Linked DNA regions of Rattus norvegicus: region 1 is linked to region 2. A link is a contact called in public Hi-C data. All regions are on one chromosome and are shown on one strand. The core of a region is the stretch at or near the end of the contact, and the rest is flanking DNA. Distances in the headings are between cores, read along the strand shown.

The links. A called contact is a pair of places that touch in the nucleus more often than the background predicts.
Region 1: a Hi-C map of the A7r5 cell line shows a contact between it and region 2, with 3 times the contacts expected there. The contact joins two enhancer-like sites. A contact is called at or near these places in 12 of 12 Hi-C or Micro-C datasets (the A7r5 cell line, the Rat2 cell line, Schwann cells and 7 more) and 1 of 1 datasets of contacts at active chromatin or transcription factors (oligodendrocytes).

The regions. Positions count from the first base shown.
Region 1 is chr16:84,932,578-84,937,819 of GRCr8, reverse strand. All of the region lies in intron 2 of Col4a1 (collagen type IV alpha 1 chain), which reads right to left. Among named protein-coding and RNA genes, the nearest start is that of Col4a1, 50 kb to the right of the region's middle. Within about 2 kb of position 2,384, at least 10 of the 93 cell types and tissues checked have an H3K27ac peak or open chromatin away from gene starts, as enhancers often do. A contact at or near this core is called in the A7r5 cell line, where this site is marked.
Region 2 is chr16:84,817,873-84,823,310 of GRCr8, reverse strand. The region is part of intron 4 of Col4a2 (collagen type IV alpha 2 chain); the gene reads left to right. Among named protein-coding and RNA genes, the nearest start is that of Col4a2, 65 kb to the left of the region's middle. Within about 2 kb of position 3,655, at least 17 of the 93 cell types and tissues checked have an H3K27ac peak or open chromatin away from gene starts, as enhancers often do. A contact at or near this core is called in the A7r5 cell line, where this site is marked.

The sequences.
Region 1 (5,242 bases), core at 1,135-3,634, 120 kb before region 2:
ATGTGAAGAAGAGCCTCGCTGTAATAACTTCAGGAGCAAAACGCTGGACAGAGTACAAAGTGTCCCTGTCCCTGTACAAACAAATGCCCTTAGTCAGCCCAATTTAACCTGCACTGGGTGCTCACGTTGCTTGAAACAATGGAAGATATGCACAATACGGTCTGAGATACACACTGTCTAGAAGGCTGGGTCCTGTCTAGGCACCAGCACTGGCTAACTCTGTCTGTCTGTCTGTCTGTCTGTCTGTCTGTCTCTAGTCTGTCTATCTTTCTATGTCTATCTCTATATCTATCTCTATCTCTCAAAATCTACCTACCTGCCTGCCTGTCTGCCTGTCTGTTTGTCCATCTATCTGTCTATCTATCTGCCTATTTATCTATCTGTCTGTCTGTCTGTCTATCTACCTATCTCTGTATATTTATCTACCTGTCTGTCTGTCTATCTACCTATCTCTGTATATTTATCTGTCTGTCTGTCTGTCTATCTACCTACCTATCTCTATCTATCTGTCTGTCTGTCATCTGTCTGTGTGTCTCCCCCACCCTTTCTCTATCTGGGCCATTGAGACAGTTGTGTCCTAGAGAAGGCAAGAGCACAGTCCCAGGCTGGGATAAACAAGTGAAAGATACACACTGGGCAGAGAACATGCATCCACAGAATCCACAGAAAGGAAGTAGTTATGCTCAGTCTTGGGTCCGTGAGCTAGAACCCACACCCTCCTCTTCAGTTCCTGGTCCTTATCTAACAGTAAAATCAAAGATCCCTCTGACAATCAGAAAAGCCATTAGAGGAAGTCAGGCTAGATTTAAATAGTTCCTTTTAATCATAGCAGCCACTTCCCATGTCCAAGGAAAAATATTTGGGAGATAAAACATGGAGACCTAAGCAGATTGGGAAATAGAAAACAGGACAGCTCTCCTGTCAGGCATCACATGAGCCAGAGAGGAGAAAAACCCATGGGCACCAGCGTCTCAGATGTTTCACTTCAGCGCTTGCTAGAGAAATGAGGAATGGAGGTGCTCTGCTAAATTCTGCTGAATCACGGGGCTCTTTTCCCAGAACACAATCACTGGAAAAGCATTTGACCCCGAGGAAATGTCTACTTAAAAATGTCACCATCACGGCTGACCTCAAATCAGCTCAGCGTCCTGCAAGCCACCACATTCCAGCTCCTGCCGATAAAACACCAGCAGGTCGGAGTCTTTGACACTGCCGGAAGACACAACGTCAGACGTCTCTCCTGCAAGCATCGCCTCGAAGGAATGTATCAGACAGAGAGGACCACAGAAACAGCTGCATGAACAGCTGCCCTGCGCTGTCCACCTGAGGGGACAGGTGCAGTAAGGACAGGCGTGTCCTCCTCTCCAGGTGAACTTCACATCTGAACCCAGGACTCACGTGTTGAGCGCTAGTCCCCAGGTGGTGGTATGAAGAAGGGGAAGGGCAAACATTGGAAGGTGATGTGGTCAAGAAGGAGTCAGCAGAACCTAGGGAGCTCATGGTCTCTCCCAGCCTGAGGACACCAAGGGAACACCTGTCTGTGAAGGAAGTGGGCTACAATCAGACAAGGAGTTCATGAAGTCAGACTTCCTGCCTCCAGGAAGTCACTTAATCTGGGGTGTTTTGTTACAACAGTATCTTAACTGGAATAAGACAAAGAAAACCATCCTGATGCTGTATGTAAAATATCCAAGTCCCTGGCCCCCTTTTCTGATATGCACATCCCAGAATCAATTTGTATCTCTGCCTCACGGGTCTGGAGCTCACCCTAGATCAGGTAAGACTGAGCTGTGAGCAGACAACGTGGGGAGAGAACACTGAGAAGGGACTAGTAACTCAGGGAGGAACGTGAGAGAATTCCATAAAGAGAGGCAAAGAGATGCTCTGGGGCCCAGAAACCAAGCCTTGGCTCAACCTCACCTCAGGCCCAGCTGTTATCATCAGGCTTTGGAATCATCAGGATGGTTGCTCCTCAATAGAGACAAGCAATTGACAACCCATGAAAAAGAAAAAAATGTTACTTTAACCTCAATCAGAGGTTACAATGTTACGATTAGCTCAGCTGCAAGTCCCCTCAACTGTATTTTGCTTCTGCCCTGAGAGGCAAGATGCTCAATTAACTGCCCCTCATTGTCTCTGGGAAAAATGAGTAGCCCCTTTCTAAGGCAGGATGGGGAGGCCAGGAAGAAGGAGGCCAGGAAGGAGGCTGGGAGAAAGGAGGCTGGGAGGAGGGAGGCCGGAAGGAAGGTGCCCTTGCAGAACCAGGCTGAGGGGACACAGTCTACACTAGTCTGTTCCCAACATTGTGTGTGGTCCAGGAATGGACAGTGTGGCCCTCTCCACCAAGGACCTCTGAGCAAGGCACCAAGCCCCTGGGGCTCCAAACCCTTATCAGCGGGAGGCAGAGTGGAGAGGGAGCACACCCGAATCACCCACAGGGATGAATCACGATTGTTTATAAGATTCCTCAGGCCGGCAGGAAGGGTTCTGGAGAAAATATCTGGCATTCTGGGTAAGAACACAGTCAGGGATAAGAGTCTTTGGGGCCCTTCTTTTCCCCCATAAAAATGAGCATCTGATTAGATCAGAGTACCACAGCAAGCTTTCGAACAAACTCCCATAACGAAAATGTACCCTTGTCCATTGAGGGTAAACTTGGGGTGCCTTAAGGGAGGAAAGTTCAGAGGCCACTCAACTGCAGCCCAGCGTGCTGCTGCTCAGGGTCACCCAGTGCTCAGCGTGCGGCATCTCTGTACTGTTGCCACATTGCTGCTCCGAGGACCCACTGTGCTTACGTGGTAAGGGCTGCCTGCCTGACTAACCACTACCAAAGCCTTCCAGTGCCTTGGGAGCACAGAAACTCCACACAGGGGAGAGGGACAGAGCGCTGAAGTGCTTAGAAACCTTCTAGCTCAGGGGGTTTCCTGTGGCCATGTAATCTCTTTGTCGAATTTCCAGAGGAAACCTTCCCCAAACTAAACCTGGAGCTGGGTAATTTAGACCCTGGAATTCACAGCCACCTAAAGAGCCATGAACCTCTCACCCAGAGCCACAAGCTGACCTCTAGATGTGAAATGCTTCAGCAGGACACTGGACAAGCCTTTGCGATCCCAGGAAGTACCTGGGAGAGTCCCAGCTAGCAGCCACGTCTGAAAGTACCCTTCCTCTATTAGCAGATGGGTCTATGGGCAGGATGAACAGGGGACCCCACCAAGGGACCCAATGCCCCAGTGGTTTCATCGCAGTGCCTTAGAGATCACCCCTCAAGCACCACCTTCTCTCACCAGAACCCCACGGGAAGAAACTGAGTGGATTTAACATGAAGCCAAGTGATGGTTCTCAACCTGCGGGTCATGACCAGTTAGTCCGATGACCCTTTCACAGGGGTGGCATATCAGATATTTATATTATGATTCATAACATAGCATAATTGCAGCTATAAGTATCAATGGGATGATGTATGGTTGGGGGTCACCACCACACAAGAAACTGCATTAAAGGGTCACAGCGCTAGGAAGGGCTAGGAAGGTAGAGAAGCATGGCATATTACCATTATGGAAACTGTCTAATTAGCCAGGAGGTATGCTAAACTATAGGCAGACACGGAGCTGAGCTGTACCTTTGACCTCATAATGGGTTTGCCAAATGGGAAAACTACAACAAAGAGGGGACACTTCCCCAAAGCTGTCTGGAACGCTCGTTAACTCTAATTCTCCCTTTGTTTAACTGCCTGCCCACCATGCTCCAATCACTTCACAAGGAAGGACCCAGGGCTCTGTTAATGTCATCTGAGGGTGTAGCCCCCCGATGCCCACCCTCCATCTTCATTATCAGCCTGACTGCTGCCTGGAAGTGTATGCTGTGTACTCCTGACAACTGCGGAATCCAGAGGCAAAGGTCTCACTTGTCAGGGCTTACGGTAAGTCTTTGATCTCTGATTAAAACACACGACCTCCTTTTGTCCCCTTCAAAAGTTCTTCTCCTGCCAGCCAATGTCACATTGAGTTCACTGCTACAAGAAGAAAATACTGTAATGCTGGCCATGTAGAATGAAGACAAGAACTGCCGATGCCTGCCTCACGGATGCAGTGTATGTAGTCTCATAGAAAGAAGACAAGAACTGCCGATGCCTGCCTCACGGATGCAGTGTATGTAGTCTCATAGAAAGAAGACAAGAACTGCCGATGCCTGCCTCACCGATGCAAGTGCAGACTCAATGCCAGGCTGACAAAGCCGCAGGATGGGACCCTACTGTGGACTGGCTGAATTCTATGGCCAATCTTCCAGGAAAATCCACTTCCAATTAAAGCTGAACGTTCCAGATCTAGGACTATGTATCATACCCAGGGCCACGGACTTCTTAGCCAGAGCCGTGAGCCAACCCCTGGACCTGATTTCAAGGCACTAAATTCCCTACTGTTGTTTCTGAACATGGGAACCAAACCCATTTCCTATGTTCCAAGCTGTGCTAGAGGAACTACATTCCAAACAGCTGCAAGCGGAGAGCGGTGGGGAGTTACCCCGGAGTCTACCGGCTTCGGAAGCACACAGCCAAGGGGCACGTGGAGTTAATGTTGGGATCCAGGCAGGTGAATGTGAGCTGTGGCAGAGGCAGCTCCAGGTCCCTTAAAGGGTACTGATACACCAGGGAGACATAGCAGGACACAGCGTGCAGACCAAGACACGCCCACGTGGTCATGGATCCCTCTTAGTGGCTTCCCCGTGGCAGACTATGAACATGTCCCGGGATTCTGACGATTCTTATAAAAAAAAAAATCCTCTTAAAAATTCTATCCAAAAAAAATTAAAAAAAAAAAAGACAAAAGTAGGTGACTGTGAGAATCCAAGTCGATTCTCACGACTGGGGAGCCAGGGGATGATTCATGCGCACTGTGAGGAAATGGGAAATTGGAACATCTGGAAAAAATCTTGGCATGACAAGACACCAGATAGACATGGAAAAGGACGAGTGTGTTGGCCCATATCACCCACCGAACGGAAGAGAGCATCCCCAGAGCCTCCAGACAAACATGCATGGCCCAGAGAGCTGCAGCCAGACCCAACAGAGCCCTGCGTTCTCAGAAACGCAGTAACATTTCATACAGAACACCCTGTGGCGAGACCTGACTAAGGGCTGCTGGCAAGGAAGGGGGGGTGGGGTGGCCTGGGCAGAACTTGGAAGGAAATGCACTACAGGAAAAGTGGTTAGCGTCAGAACACCGCGTGTTTGGGAACGTTGGGA
Region 2 (5,438 bases), core at 2,406-4,905:
AGATATTTGATTATCTTAGTTCTCCTTAGATGCCTATAAAACTTGAGCAGTTTGTAGACTTCTGTTCTGGATCTCTCTCTCTCTCTCTCTCTCTCTCTCTCTCTCTCTCTCTCTCTCTCTCTCTCCTCTCTCCTCTTTCTTCTCTCCTCTCTCCTCTCTCTTTTCTTCTCTCTTTTCTCTCTTTCTCTCCTCTCTCTCTGTGTCTGTCTGTCTGTCTGTCTGATACATACATCCCGTTTCTTCTCACAGTGACTTAAGATTTTCAACGATAAATGGTGCAGATGACAAACTTCAGACTTAAGATTCTAAAAGAAGGAGTTGAAATCCTGACAGCCCGAATTGATCAGCGAGGGGGAAAAAAAATCCACAAGAAAACAAACAAACCAATAATTGTGGTCAGGAGCCCCCATGTGGGGCTTGAGGCATAGTCCAAAGACTTACAGGGAGTTCAAAGAATGTCGCTGGAAGCTGGCGGCTACAGGCTGTTCATCTGAAGAGGGAAAGAGAAGTGAGCCAGCCAGGCCAGTTACCCTTTGTAGCAACACTCCTCAACCTGTGGCAAGCCTTTATCTCCAAAAAATTTACATTATGATTCATAGCAGTAGCAAAACTACAATCGTTATGGTTGGGGGGTCACCACTATATAGGAACCACATTAGAGGGCGGCAGCTTTGGGAGGGTTGAGAACCGCTGCTGTCAAGAATACAGAAGGAAAGGGGTGAATTGGGGTGGAGTGGAGGGAAAGTGGGCACAGCCAGAGCTGTGAGTCTGCAGGATGCTCCCCAGCTAGTTCTGCTTGACTTGCTCTTAACAATCCCTGGGAATTTTCCACCCGCAGATGCCGCCCCTTCCCCAGTAGAAAGAAGCCCATATTAGCGAGAGGCCAGTCTCGTTCCTGTTTCCTCAAGGGATGCCTGAGAATCCCCTCCACTTCCTCTCTCTCCTTCCCACCCCTTATCTAATTGTGGCAGGAATAATTATCAGACATTTCCTGCCCTGGAAGCATTTGCTGTTCTGTGGGAGCCCCCCATATCCTCTTCCTCCTTTAACTGACAATTAGACTTTGCATAAAGATGTGGAGGACGATTTTCATCCCCAGAAACTGAAATACAGACCCTGAGGTTTATCCATAAGTCCAGGAAGAGGTCGTAGCAGGTGACCATGTTGGTCTCTGACCTGGCTGTGAGGAGAATTACAAGGGAAAGATTTACTGGAACGCATAGATTAGGATAGAGAAGGAAGCCTACCATCAGATACCGGACATCAGCTGAATGAGTAAGGAACCGGGGGCTGCTGTTGTTCCCTGCGGGGACGTTGCCCTGGATAACCTTTCTGAGGATGGAGGAGATTGCCTAGAGCCATCCACACTCAGGAAAGGCCGGAGACAAAATGGTCGAAGTTGCTGGAGGCTTTCTGTTGTGAGGCAAATCTGAGTCTTCGCAGTTTTCTGGTAAGCGCGCTTTGAAGCTGACCAAAGCGGGAAATGAATTCAGAATATGAAGCGAGCTGCTCCCCTGCCTAGGGATAAGAAACGACGGTGGACGCTGCAGGGTCGAAGCTACGACGTCAGGATGACTTCTCTGTGAGCTCATACCGTAGGATGTGAGCCTGTGTAGGACGAAACGGCTATGCTATTGAAGCATATTGGAGTCGTGAGGGAGTGAGGTTTTTAGTATTAGGTTTTGGGTCCTCAGGATTCATTTGTATTTTCTGCTGCCATTTGAGACAGGTCAGAGGAAGCTCCCATTCTAAAGAAAAGACTGTGCTCTTGCCTGACCATGGGCTGCTGTTGGCTGCTCCTCTCCAGAGCTGGTTCCATGAAGGCGCTGATGTCCAACTGGTCCCTGACGGCACCAAAAGCACCAGGAAGCTAAGCATGCAGGAATATGAACACCAGGGCAGGAACTTCCTGAAGGAAGATACGCTAAGGAGACATTGTGCCCCTCTCTTTGGTCACCAGGCTGTTGAGACAAAGGTTCCAAGGAACTAGAAGTTCCTGGCTTCTCTGTGCTTAAGAGTAGACACAGGGCTTCCTGTACACTAAACATATGCCCCTGTACATAAACACAGACTCTACACCCCCAGCCATAGAGCAATCTGAGGCGTCCCAGCCCCCCGTCCAGTTGTTAGCCGATATCCAGCTTCCTGTTGCTGCCTGCTTCCCACCAGGCCTTAGCACGATCAGGAGGTAACTTCCCTGTGGCTGAGGCATCACCAGCTATCACTGAGGAAGGATGAGATCCCACTAAAACATCCAACACAGAAGCCTAGGCCCATCCGTGGCTCATGGCCACACAGGCCTGCTGGCCAGCCGCCACCCACCTTCTCTCCGGTGCTGCCACTCTCTCATGTGGATTTGGTTGTCAATTAAAAGCTCATTCAAACGCCAGTCAAAATGGAACCATGAAGTTTAAAGGCTCATGGGGAGTCACCGCAGCCTGTTAGAAATGCGCGGGTAAGCGATGAGCTGGGAGCTGGAGAGCCCTGCAAGCTCACTTTGCCAGAAAGCCCTGGTTCCCTCCACAGGGCCAGCACATGTCTCCTAGAAAGTGAGATCTAAAGTCAGTGGCTAAGGGGATGTCAGGTGTGGCCAGCATTCTCCTCCCTACAGTGGCTCAGAACAGCTTCAGGGAGCCCCGCAGACCCAGTTTCCTCTGTGTAGGGACAAGTTGCTTCTCCTTCGGCTATGATGGGAGACTGCCAGGCTTCATGGGGTTGCTTGATTAAACACTCTTGAGCTTCGAGCCAGGGACATGCCACCATTTGGGAGCCTCATCAGTCTGTGGGGCTCTGCCTCTCTCTCCTCACCCTCTGCCCCTTCGTCAGTCTGCAGTCCCATGAGGCTATGACACCATCCTCTAGCTAGCCTAGAGGTTGGGAAGATACTCTACTCCTGCTGTCAGAGGGTCAAGATGGTCTAGAAGACCACAGGTTAGAGATGAAAACCCTTCAGCTCCTCCCACACCCTGCTTCTCCCAAACTACTCATTTGGGGGCTTGCCCTTCCTCTGAGGTAGGAGCCCCAGGCATGATAAAATCTGGCCAAGCAGAGAGAGCTGCCCTTTGCCTTAGGGGGCTATCACAGTCCTCCACCCCCTTTTCAATTTTAATTTACATACATCTTTACATTTTACATAAATTTTTAATTTACATACATACATACATACATACATACATACATACATACATACATCCTTATGCTTTTCACAGGAGTGTACCACTGCCCTCAACTCTGGGATCAAACCCAGAACTTCATGCACTTGAGGCGCTCGCTGTACCAGCTGAGCTCAACCCTTCCCATGCCTTCCCTAAATTCCGCCAATTAATCCCAGAAGGTAAAGTCCTGAATGTCCCACAATTGGATTCCATCAGAAACCCATTCAAGGTTGTGATAGGAGCTTCCCCTTCCACCCCACTTCTCGCAAAGAGAGCGGGGCAGGCGGTCCTCAGCAGATGACATCCTCAGCACAGTGGCATCAGGCTCTCATTTGCCATTTGGTAAGGACAGATCTGTAACCTGCACAGGCAGATTTCAGGAAAGCGGCCTCACGAATGTATGAATGTCCTGTGGTTTGACTCTGCAGTTCAGGCCAAGCCCCTGAATTCTCCAAGCCGCAGGCTGACCAACATGACTAATGCAAGTTATCCACAGTCTTACCATCCTTGGGCATAAGACCGCTCCAGCTGGAGCAAGTCTGCCAAGTGTGCAGGGAGCCCTGCTAGCAGCACAGGACAGTCGGAGGGCTTTTGGAAAAGTTCCCCGAGCCGCCTGTCTGTCCACCCCCACAGTTGTCTGTCTGGAGATAAAGCTCCCAGGATAGTCACTCAGAGATGCGTCACAGGAGTCTTGGATGCTGCTCCCAGCAGTGCTCTGCCAGGCAGGTCCACAGAGAGGTGGCCTGTGCTGACCCGGAACCAAAAAACCACCCCCGCAGTGTCCTAAGCTAGCCCTGTGCCTCTGTGTTCCAGATTTGTCATTCATTCAAATGGGTCCTCAGGGACCGGTTCTTTGTTTGTGGGGCTTGCTCAGTGAGGGGGTGGGGGGAAAGGGGAGAGAGAGAGGGAGAGAGAGAGAGAGAGAGAGAGAGAGAGAGAGAGAGAGAGAGAGAGAGAGAGAGAGAGAAGTTTCTCTTTCTCCTTTCCACTTAGTGACTGCAGGAATACATAGTTTCCATTGGTGAAGCCTTACGCTCTTTCTTACTTTTTAAGAACAGTGTAGGTGACATACTTCACAATCTTGGCAAGGCAGACAAGACATTTGGGGAGTAAATCAAAACTGGAAGCCAGAAGTATTGGCCCAGACTTGGACTGCCGCTTAGCGAAATGTAGCAGAGGGATTCAGGTGAGGGGAGAGAGGAAGAGCTGGCTTTCTGGGGCATAACTGGTTCTTTGTGGAGAAGGGAGGGAGTGGGCTGGGGTGAGACCCATCCTGGATTTGGAGGCTGTGGGAGGACAGAGGGCATGAGATTCCTCCAGCCTGTGTTTTCACAGTCACAAATTTAATTTCTTTCATGACTTTGAGTTCAGCGAGAGATCGCTAAAATGAAGCTTTCACAGCTCTCTGACGAGTTGGGAAGAGAGGCTATCAGCTTAAGAGCAGTTGTATCCTACCTAAGAGAAGAGCATCCACCCTGGGAAGCCTGACAGCCGCCAGATCACTAAGACAGGACAGACAGGACAGCCAGCCAGTCAGAGGCTTTGATGTTGTTTTTAGAACACAAAGAATCTTGAATCAGCAGCAGATTTCTCTTCTTTTCCCTCTGTTTCCCTCTTCCTGGTCCCTTCTTGGAGATTCATTCCCCTGGCCATCTTACATGACTGCTGTGAGGGAGAGACTGGGTTTACTGTGGGGAAACACATTGCCAATTCAAATAGCATCCGTAAAGGAGAGAGGTGCTTGGAGTCACCATTGCTTAGCAATGGAAAGGAGGAGTTCGCCATCGACTGTGCAGCCGACATAGCTGGCCCAGAGAGGGTAGAAGTTGGAAGCCATCAACCAAGTTAGCATGGGATAGTTTCTTAATAGCATCCTTCTTGGGGTCACATTCCTACAAAACTATTTTCTTCCTTAGTTACATGAAATAAATACCCCCCTCGTTGAAAGAATTTATTTTTAAAAAAAAGTCAATTGCTAACTCCTGCCAAATTTTAGTTGTAAGATTTTTTTTTTAAATTGGCAGGAAATTTTAAGAGCACGTGCACGGTGGTGCAGCGGCCTGGCGCCTGGCATTCTGGGAACAGTTGTAAAGGGAAGCTAAGAAACAAGAATGAGGGGCACTGAGGATCCGTCAAAGTTCCCCTGGTCAACGACTCCTGAGTCCCAGATGCAAAATTAGATTAACCCACGTGTTTAGAGCACTCCTACCTCTCAGGAGTTGGGTCATCCTTGGCTACATAGCAGTTCCAGGCCATCCTGGGCTACAATGTATGTTTTTTTTT